Regions from separate parts of the Mus musculus genome. Here region 2 is linked to region 1. The links are chromatin contacts, called in public Hi-C maps. All regions are on one chromosome and are shown on one strand. The core of a region is the stretch at or near the end of the contact, and the rest is flanking DNA. Distances in the headings are between cores, read along the strand shown.

Region 1 (4,840 bases), core at 1,643-4,142:
GTGGGCCGCCTTAGAACTGCAGGACCCATGAAATAGTGTCCTGAGTTGAGCAAGCCAGCATGTGTGTTTCTGGCATTTACGTATTAGGCATTGACAATGAGGGGTAGTGATAGTTTGCCACAGTTCAACACCTGGCACACCGTAACGTATATGTCTAGGTTAGCAGGTAAGAATGTTCTTAAGTAAGTACAGATTGATCATTGAAGAAGCCAGAGTGGGTATGAAGACCCAGGGGACATAGGAGACTTGAAATAGCAGAAGCCATTCCATTTCGAGCAATGGGGAGAAGAGCGAATGGATACAGCAGCATCAAAGAACCATGTATTACTGATGCTCAGGTCCAGCCTGAGACAGAGCCTGTGGCTTTGTACCTGGGGCCTGGAGGAAAGAGCAGACTCACTGCTTTGAGTATGAGTGAGAAATACAAGTCTATCACTTATCGTATTATAATCCTGTATAATCAGTGGCCCAGAATTAGTTCTTTCTATCTGGCTTTTGGGTTTGTTTATTTATTTATTGCTTGCTTGTTTGTTTTTGTTTTATTGAGATTCTCCCTATATATTTCAGCAGCTTCCCTGAAGCAGTTTCTTGCCCAACCAGGCTTCAAACTCATGATCCTCTGCCTCGGCCTTCTGCGTACTGCAATTGTGGGCTGGTGACATCATATCCAGCCCTCTGTCTTGTACCACAAGTGGTCATAGAAGTAGGGTAATTTACCAGGGTTAGTTACCTGCCTGGTATAAGGCAAGGCCTTGGTTAGAACCTTCTGAAGTGGACTCTAGTTACATGCTCCTAGTGGGGAGGGACAGGCGGTGGAGGGCCTTGTCATTTCATTTATTAGAGTTGCTGGGTCTTATGCTGATGAGTGTGGTCACTTCTGCAAAGTTGAGGGACTCATTGAGGGGAAGGTGCTGAGGTATTGAAATGCCCTCATGTGGATTCTGGGCTACACAGAAGCTCAGTGAGCCCAGTGAAGTAGTAGATGGAAAAGGGGGAGGAGAAAGATTGGTAGGTGAGGGAGAAGCAGTCTGAAAGGGTGGCAGAGAGTGATAAGGGGACCTCACTCAGGAATATACCCCCTCCCCCTGGCACAAACACACATTTCCTCTTCCTCATCGTGTTAACTTTTCTAAGGTCAGACCAGTCTTCTGGTAGAGTGTATGTCTCTTGAATATATGTGGTTGTTCCTCCCGGTGTCACTTAGCGTGTTTTCTATCCCGTGCTGAACCTAAAGTAGCAGTGAAGGGTTGCCTGAATTTAGTAGTGAGGTCCCCCAACTTGCTAGAATTCAGTAAGGTCTCCCTGCTTGATGAAATGTGTTTAGGTTTATGGACAAGCCAGGTGTGGTGGCACGTACCTTAATCCCAGCACTTGGGGGCAGAGGTATGTAGCAGAATGTGTGATCACACTGTGAACCCTGAGAGTGTGATATTTACTGAAAAAACCTTTTTCTAGTGGTCATGTGGCTTAGCTCTTTAGCACACACCTTTAATCCTCTTGGCTGGAATGCCTTAGCACACACCTTTAATCCTAAACAATGAAGGTAAAGCTAGTTTGTAGAAGGAAGCACCCACAGTTGAAAGTGATGTCTTATTGATTGGCAGACAAGTGATGAATCAGAGAAAGATTTGATAGAACAGAATATGCCCAACTCTTATGAGAAGAAGGAGGAAAGGGAAGCTACTTAAGAGAGAGTGCAGAGAGAGAAGGCAGGCAGTTTTACCAGGACAGTAATAAAGAGATAGGTTGCAGAGAGAATCAGAAGATTAGAACATATGGCCAAAGTGAGACGAGGCCAAGCAGGGCAATTTATTAAGAAACTGAGAGAAGCTAGCTTGAATCAGTCAGCTTGAAGAGGAGTTGAGCCAGAACAGCTGAATAGGACCAGCCAGCCAGAGATCAGAAGGAACTAGAAAGGGTGAGCTTATTCAGCAGTAAGTCTCAGAGGCTGAAACATTCTAGGTCTAGATTAGAAGCTTCCAGGACTAGGCCTAGGTTAGCACATGGAGGCAATCAGCCTCCAAGATGACAATTAAACCAGGAAAATAAAAATTACTTTTATAGAGGTCAGTAAATCTCTTGAATTTGAGGCCAGCCTGGTCTACAGACCTAATTCTAGGACAGCCATGGCTACACAGAGAAGCCTTGTATTTTGGGGAAAAAAATCATGAAGGCACCTCAAGCCAAGCTGCAGGCTCTGCATGCCAAGTATCATTCCAGCAGATCATCCGTGTGAGCCAAGCTGCAGGCTCTGCATGCCAATTATCATTCCAGCAGATCATCCGTGTGGGGAGGGTAAAGTTGGTTCAGTGTGTTCAGGAATCTTTTACCATGTGTAGTTTGGACAAGGAATGGCTTTTTCTGTCAAATGACTTAGAGAAGTACACCAGGCAGGCCAATAATTGTTTCGCAAGACAGTGTGTGCTGCCCTCGCAGGTTGGCTTGGGCTCCTTGCTGTGCTCAGAGGTTGTGCTCTGCACCGGCTTTACCGTACCCATCTTCCCTCCACTCTGTGCTTTGTCTTCATCACTGTGTGCTTAACCATAGTTTAGAGAAGGTAAAACCTCATTCTTTTCCACACACTCAGTTTTGGAATAATTCAGACCTAATCATGGCACATGTTTAGTAATAGTTTCTTTGTACTTGCAAGGCAGCTCAGAATATTGAGAAATGATTTTGCCTTCCTGGCCCTTACCTGACTGCTTACGTGGCACAGTTTCTTACATGGAGCAGCCAGCCATTCTGCAGGTCAGGGCACTGCCAGAGGCAGCACAGCTCTGGGACCCAGTGTGCATGGTGTGACGACACAGGAAGCATGTAAAGATGACACATGTGTGAGTCCCACCCCAGCCTGTTAAAGCAGGTCCAGAGGTCCAGAGCCATTGGCAGAAGGGAAGAAGGTGGGCTTTGGACTTAAGAAAGACCTGCTTCAGGCTTAATTATGCCCATTATGACCCTCAGCTTTCTCACCCACCAAGAGAGAGCTGTAAGAGACCAGCAGGACTGTGGAAAATGTCATAGCTCTTGTCCCTGTCAGCATCCTCCCACAGGGTGGCATGAGGAACAACCATGGGGCATTTGCACATAGCACTCACAAAGTGGAGTCTTCACATGTCAGTGAGAAGCTGAAGATGAGACACATGTGTCCCTGCTGCCCCTCTTCCCAGAATGTCTGCCTTGAGCCATTGAGAGTGCTGTTGAAGCTGTGTGTTTTAGTGTGGTGCTTTTCAAACATGGTTGGCCAGCCACCTGCCTATAGCCTTCCTTTTCATCCCTGTGATTGATTCTTTTGTACATTACAGTCAAGATGAATACCTAGCGAAGTGTAACGCTGCCTGTGGTTTTGTTCTGTCCTTTCTTGACACTGCTGTGTTGAGCTGCTGCCTACAAGCTTTAAGTTCCTTCCTTTCTGTGCTTTTATCACCCAGCTTGGTAGCGGATTGCAGATGGTTCAGGGAGCTCCCCCCCTCCCCGCCCCCCCAGCAGACCTGCCATAAACACTGTTTCTGGTTTTGTGTTTTGAGTGTTGGTGAGCCTTTCTATGACATACACCCAGATGAGTTCTGATTCAGACATGTGTCTGAGGAGGGCACTGCTTTATCAGATCTGTCACCACTGACACTGGAGGAGAGTGCCTTGGACTCTAGTTGCTGGGCTGTTTTCCTTCTCTGAAAAGTTTTCTCTTAAGAACAATAAGCAGTAGCATCTTGAGAAACTTAGTAGAACTGCTGTTCGTAACGCTGCCAGCGTCCTCAAAAACCACTACTGCTTATTAGAAAAAATGCCTCCGTTAACTCCATGGTCTTAAGTTAAGTGGCCTTTGTGCTATTCTTGGAATCACCTTTGCTGTTTGTTTGACATTATGTTAGAAGCATCAAGAAGGTGAGCCAGTAGATCCCATGTAGACGGTGGAATTCTTTTTTCATTTTGTTGGGTGGTATTTAGACTACTTAATGGTTTATTTGATAACATAAGAAGCCTTTTCTGTTTTGAGTGGAATTTTTATTCTCCAAATTATATGGGGCTGGTGAGTTTATTTTGAAGGGTGCCTTGCTTGCTGAGATCATGTACAAGCTTATAAAGGATCCTGAATTACCTGTAAAGGGTTGGGGAGATGTCAACTGATATTGTGTGTAGTCATGAGAGGGTTGGCTGTAGAATATCTTGCCACCTTGAAGGTGCTTCAGAAAACTTTAGAAAACTATAGTTAACTAAAATTAATTTCTCTAGTGGTTCATTCTTTTAAAACTCCCTAAAATGATCATGGCATTCTAAGGGCTGTTTAGTGACATATGGGTCTTAAAAATATTTTATGTGTGTGAATGTTTTGCCAAAATGTATCTATGTGCACAACATGTACAGATCATTGTGAACCATCAGGTGTGTGCCAGGAACTGAACCTGGCTCCTCACAAGAGCAATAAGTGCTTTTAGCCACTGAACCATCTCTTTGACCCTGATATGTGGGTCTTTTGAGGTAAGTTCTATATTACACTCCTATAATCATTTCAGTCTGCAGTCTGCTGTGAAGTTTAATGCAGAAATTCTGGTGCTGGACCTTTTGGTTCCTTGACTCCTGATTCCAGGAGGGGAGCCTTTCTCTCCATTATTATTCTCATACTGTACATACATATGAAGCTGGAAACTCCCCAGACCTAGTATAGAGCTGAGTGCCTCTCCGGAGCCTGCTCATGGCTTTAGCTCATCAAGCCTGGGTAGTTCACAGACAGGGATAGCAGCTCCCACAACTGAGGTCTCTTGCCTAAAAGGCAAGACTGGCGAAAGGGCAACTCAAGCATTTTACATTTTGTAGAAATGAGTACTTCTCACCACTTGTTTAA
Region 2 (4,840 bases), core at 1,064-3,563, 130 kb after region 1:
CCCCTTGGTCTTGCAAACTTTATATGCCCCAGTACAGGGGAACACCGGGGCCAAGAAGTGGGAGTGGGTGGGTAGGAGAGGGGGGAGGGTATGGGGAAATTTTAGGATAGCATTTGAAATGTAAATGAAGAAAGTACCTAATAAAAAATTAGAAAAAAAAAGATACTTGATTGACAAAACCCTGTAGGTGTCAGGAGGTCGTAAACATCACCCTGCACAGCTGGGTGTTTTCTGGAAAGCCAAGAAAGAGCACTAAAGGCTCCTGAAGGTGGACATTCATGGTTCAGAAAGTCTGTCTTTTGTCTGAAGAGAATGGCGAGCCCAGAAGCCAGGCACTACACTGCACCATGGGCCAAGGCTTGAGTCAGGGCTGGTGTTAGGGCACAGTGATGTAAGGAATGTATCAGGACTGGAGTGGGTAGATAGTGATAGACCTTCCCTTGACTCCTGGTTAGAATGGTTTGCAGGAACTGAAGGGGGAATAAAGATACTTCACACCTGGTTATGTGCCCAAGATGAAGGACAGCTTTGTCCATGGGAAGACATACATGCTGAATGCTCCCAGCAGCTTTCTCTGTAACAGACTACACTAGAAATAACCCAGGTGTCCACAAGGTATCCAAATGAATGGATAAATACACTGTACCAAAGTGGTCTAAAAGGACCGTGCTTAGGAAAGAAAGAAAGAAAGAAAGAAAGAAAGAAAGAAAGAAAGAAAGAAAGAAAGAAAGAAAGAAAGAAAGAAAGAAAGAAAAAGATGGAAGGACCAGGAAGTGGGAAGGCAGGAAGAAAGAGAAGGTGCTAGAGAAAGGAAATGTAAATGAGTCTGCCCAATAAGGATGAATCTCAGTATTGTCATGCTGACTGAAAGCAGCCTTGCACAGTAGACGGTGGTCCCACTTTTACAAAGTTCTTAAAAGCTGAGCTAACCTAAGGCAAGAGGAAGTACATCTGTGGTTACCTAGGGCCCAGGGTAGCTCCAGGCAGGGTAAAACAAGAAAAGTTTCAGAGGCAGCTAGGAAAGTAGGACAGCATCAGTGTCTTCAGTGGGTGGTGGCTTCAGGGCATGCAAATCTGCAGAGTGCAGGTGTGAGGAATGTGCAGTGTGAGCCCAGGACCTCCTCTGCTGCACTCACTGACGTGAGACAACTCTCCCCACCTCTAATGGAGCCTCTGCATCTGAGGGCTGCTTGGGACATCTCAGAAGCTGCTTCCCAGTTCTTTTCTCAGCTCTGTGTTCCAAAGTCCAAGATCAATCGATTCCTTCGTTAATCACTGCTGAGAGTGTGTGGTCTGTGCCTTTAGATCTCAGCATGCCAGCTGGCAGGGAAAGACACAGCTGTCCCTGTGTCTGACAGGACCAGAGGCCACACTGTCCCTATCTCTGCTCCCTACAGCCACATCCAGGTCAGGTGACCAAGGCTGATTAGAGGAAGAAGGGTGTGGGCAGGGAGATATTTTGCCGGTGGCTATCATACACATGCTCTCTCCTACAGCAAGACTGATCTTGGGGCCCACACATGGAAGCTCCACCTTACTCTGTACTTAGAAGGAAATGGAAGTAGGGAAGGCTGCAGGAGCAAAGTTCATCTGTTAGTGTCCAGCATGCAGTGGGCACTGGGGCCCTTGTTACACAGCAGTAGCTGTCGAGATGCATATGGAATCAAAGTGGGTGCCAGTGTCACTGTTCCTGGGTACAGTGTCACCACCCCCACTTCCTGCCCTGTAGCCCATCTGAAATATTTATGAACCTGCTGTGGCTCCTAACCTGGCTGGTCTCATCCTTGGAGTTGCTGTTCCATTTAGGGTCTGAGTTGGACTCATCTGGACCCAGTCCTGACTTCCCAAAGAGGCTTTGGGGTCCATTTCTATGACTTGCCATTTAGGGGCAGAGTTTATTCATTGGGGTTCTACCCAGAGGCTGGAGTAGAGCAGGTCCTGACCATCTGCCACTAGCCCACCCTTCTCCAGGAATACCAACCAGTTTGTCCTGTCCAGAGACAAGCCACCTGGGGTCTAATGTCAGTCCCATTATCCCTGAGTTAATGTATTTGAAGAAGGCATCTAACTTCTGAAAGCCTCAGCTTCCCCATCAGTGAAATGGACGCAGCACATTCGGACTCCTTTCTTGGGAGTGATTGTATATCCTCTAGGGAAATCTTGTGTGCCAAAGGTCAACTTCCATGACTCTGATGATAACAGTCTGTAAGTTGTGAAGCCTGGAATGATCTTTGTTGGGTCACAGCTTGTCACCGACTCACAGGCTTCCCCTAGGATGGGCAGAGTTCCACGTATTGCTGGAGCTCACACTGCAAAAGCAAACACAGCTCGCTCAGCCTGGCTGGCTCCCCGGACAGTTTCAGTGAATCAAAGGGACAGTTTATAAATCCTCTTAAGTAATCAGCATCTGCCTTGGGGTTTTCCCCTTTTTCCAGGATGTGACTTGAAAGCCTGCTGCTTCCGATGAGACCAGTCCCGGCCCCAGCGTCACCCCTCGGGTTGCGTCAATCGCCAGCCAGTGGGGAATGAAGGGCTGAGCTGCTGAGGCAGGTGCTTCAGGAGGTGACGCAGGAAGAATAGATGGTCCTGAAAGTGTGACTGGGGATTTCCACCCAGGGCCGGTTCTTGTTCTTTAGTTGTCATTTGAGTATGGCCTTGTCTTCCCAGGACAGATGTTCCGTGACCCACAGTCATTTCCTGGGATGAGATGCCTTCTTCCTGTGGCTAAAGGGATCAGCACACAGAAGACAACCCAAGACTCAGGGCTTGCGGGGAATGTTTGACTGGCCAGATCAGTGAGGACTTGGCAGAGCCCCTGCCTGCTTACTGTGCATCCAGAGAGGGTCTTGGTTCCAGTCCTAAGCTGGTAGCTTAGGGGATGCAAAGGGCCCTCTCTGATCATCTGGGTTGAGTCCGCCCTCTGTCTCAGGTCTCCTGGGCAGATGCTCGGCCCCTGCTTTATTAAGCACTTCAGTGCTCTGGAATTCACACTGAGTAGACAGCACTCTTGTGGAAGATGCTCACGCGAGGAGAATTCTAAGGAGGTTCCATTACCTACGAGGCTTGCCAGATACCTGCAGATCCACAAGGCTGGCAGCTAACTTCTGGCTTGTAAACATAAGAACACAAGCCCACAGCTACATTTTCCCCCGCTTTTTTTTTAAAACGACTTATGTTATTTTATTTTATTTATTTTATTATTTTTTTTGCTGAGTAGTGATGGCACTTAGAGGCAGGTAAATCTCTAAACTTGGTCTACACAGTGAGTTCCAGGACAACCTGGGATACCCAGAGAAATGCTGTCTCGAAACACCAAAAAGAAAGAAAAAAGAAAAGAAAAAGAAAAATGAACAGAAAGAATAGGTTTGTTTTATTTTCAATTGTATGAGCGCATGCGTCTCTGTGCGTGAATTGCAGCCCCTGTGAGCGCAGGTGCCCCTGAGACTGGAAGAAGAGTGGGGTCCCCTGGAGGTGGATTACAGTTCTGAGCTGCCCAGTGTGGATGTGGGGAGTCAAACTTGGGCCCCATGAGGAACAGTAATGTTCTTCAGTGTTGTGCTGTCTCTTCGACCCTATCTTTCCTGTTTTTAGTTGAAATAGAGTTCACAGTCCACGAAAGCACTCCTTCAGTATGTCATTCCTGTAGGCTCTAGTGCCTGCAGCCATCACTGCGCTCTAGCTTCCAAGGGTTTTCATCTGCCCGCCCGCAAAGCAACACCACTCCCAGTACTGTCACTCCCCACTTGTCATCCCAAGTCACTTCCACCCATGTGCCTCATTCATGTCTCTGTAGATTTTCTGATTCTGCATATCTCATTTAATTTGGGTTCATATAGTATATGGACTAGCCTTGGTCCACCCTTGGTCACTGTCCTAGTTGCAAGGCACATCCCTGTTGCAGTGAATACCAGGACACTATTCCTTTTGATTGGCGGGTAGTACTCCATGGTATGAACATTGGATTGTTTCACCTGTTGTCTGTTATGAGTCATGCAGCTATAGATGTTTGTGAAGGTTTTTGTGTGGATGCAGGCTGTCCATTCATTTGGTAACATGCCTAAGGACAGAACTGCTTGGGTCCTAAGATGACTATTTTTTGAGCCCTTCAATTTTTCTTATTTTTTTCCTTTCTTTTCTTTTCTCTTCTTTTCTTTTTGTTTTGTTGTTGCTGCTGTTGTTTTCCTTTCTTTCTTTTTTTTTTTCCTGAGATAGGGTTTCTCTGTAGCCCTGGCTGTCCTGGAACTCACTCTATAGACCAGGCTGGAATCGATCTCAGAAATCCGCCTGCCTCTGCCTCCCAAGTGCTGGGATTAAAGGCGTGTGCCACCCTGCCCGGCTTTTTTTTCTTATTTTAAACTTTAAAATTATTTTAAATTTTCTATTAATTTATTTTTTATGTTATGGGTGTTTTGCCTGTATGTAATGTCTGTGTACCACATGTGGAGTGTAGAAGAAAGCATTGCATCCCCTAGAACTGGAGTTATAGACAGTTATAAGCAATTATTTCCTTAATTTGTTTATGGTTTTTGGTGCTGGTGGCTGAGATGAGAATACTTCCCAGTCCAAGCCTAACCCATCAGGGTTTTGCTTCTGAAGATGCTGTAGAAGGAGGTGGTTTCCCAGGTGACAGAAACAAAACCACTCAGAGTGGAAGACATAAGAGCCCTACGGTAAGACAGACTGTGAGCCTGAAGGAAGGGGACCTATCTGGATGCTAGCTCTGGGTCCTTTAGTTCTGCAGGCCCTCATGCTGGGGTGTGTTGCTGAAGCATTGAGAAAAATTGTGAGTGGTGCATGCCTTTAATCCTAGAACTTGGGGGGCAGAAGCAAGAAGATCTCT

The links. A called contact is a pair of places that touch in the nucleus more often than the background predicts.
Region 2: a contact with region 1 is called in a Hi-C map of CD8 T cells, with 1.7 times the contacts expected there. The contact joins two enhancer-like sites. A contact is called at or near these places in 4 of 484 Hi-C or Micro-C datasets (CD8 T cells, the N1E-115 cell line, nephron progenitors and 1 more) and 4 of 115 datasets of contacts at active chromatin or transcription factors (CD8 T cells, hepatocytes, memory CD8 T cells and 1 more).

The regions. Positions count from the first base shown.
Region 1 is chr12:17,374,384-17,379,223 of GRCm38.p6, forward strand. All of the region lies in intron 12 of Nol10 (nucleolar protein 10), which reads left to right. Among named protein-coding and RNA genes, the nearest start is that of Mir3066, 21 kb to the left of the region's middle. Within about 2 kb of position 2,893, at least 26 of the 459 cell types and tissues checked have an H3K27ac peak or open chromatin away from gene starts, as enhancers often do. A contact at or near this core is called in CD8 T cells, memory CD8 T cells and regulatory T cells, where this site is marked.
Region 2 is chr12:17,504,853-17,509,692 of GRCm38.p6, forward strand. No RefSeq gene overlaps it. Among named protein-coding and RNA genes, the nearest start is that of Odc1, 38 kb to the right of the region's middle. Within about 2 kb of position 2,314, at least 107 of the 459 cell types and tissues checked have an H3K27ac peak or open chromatin away from gene starts, as enhancers often do. A contact at or near this core is called in CD8 T cells, memory CD8 T cells and regulatory T cells, where this site is marked.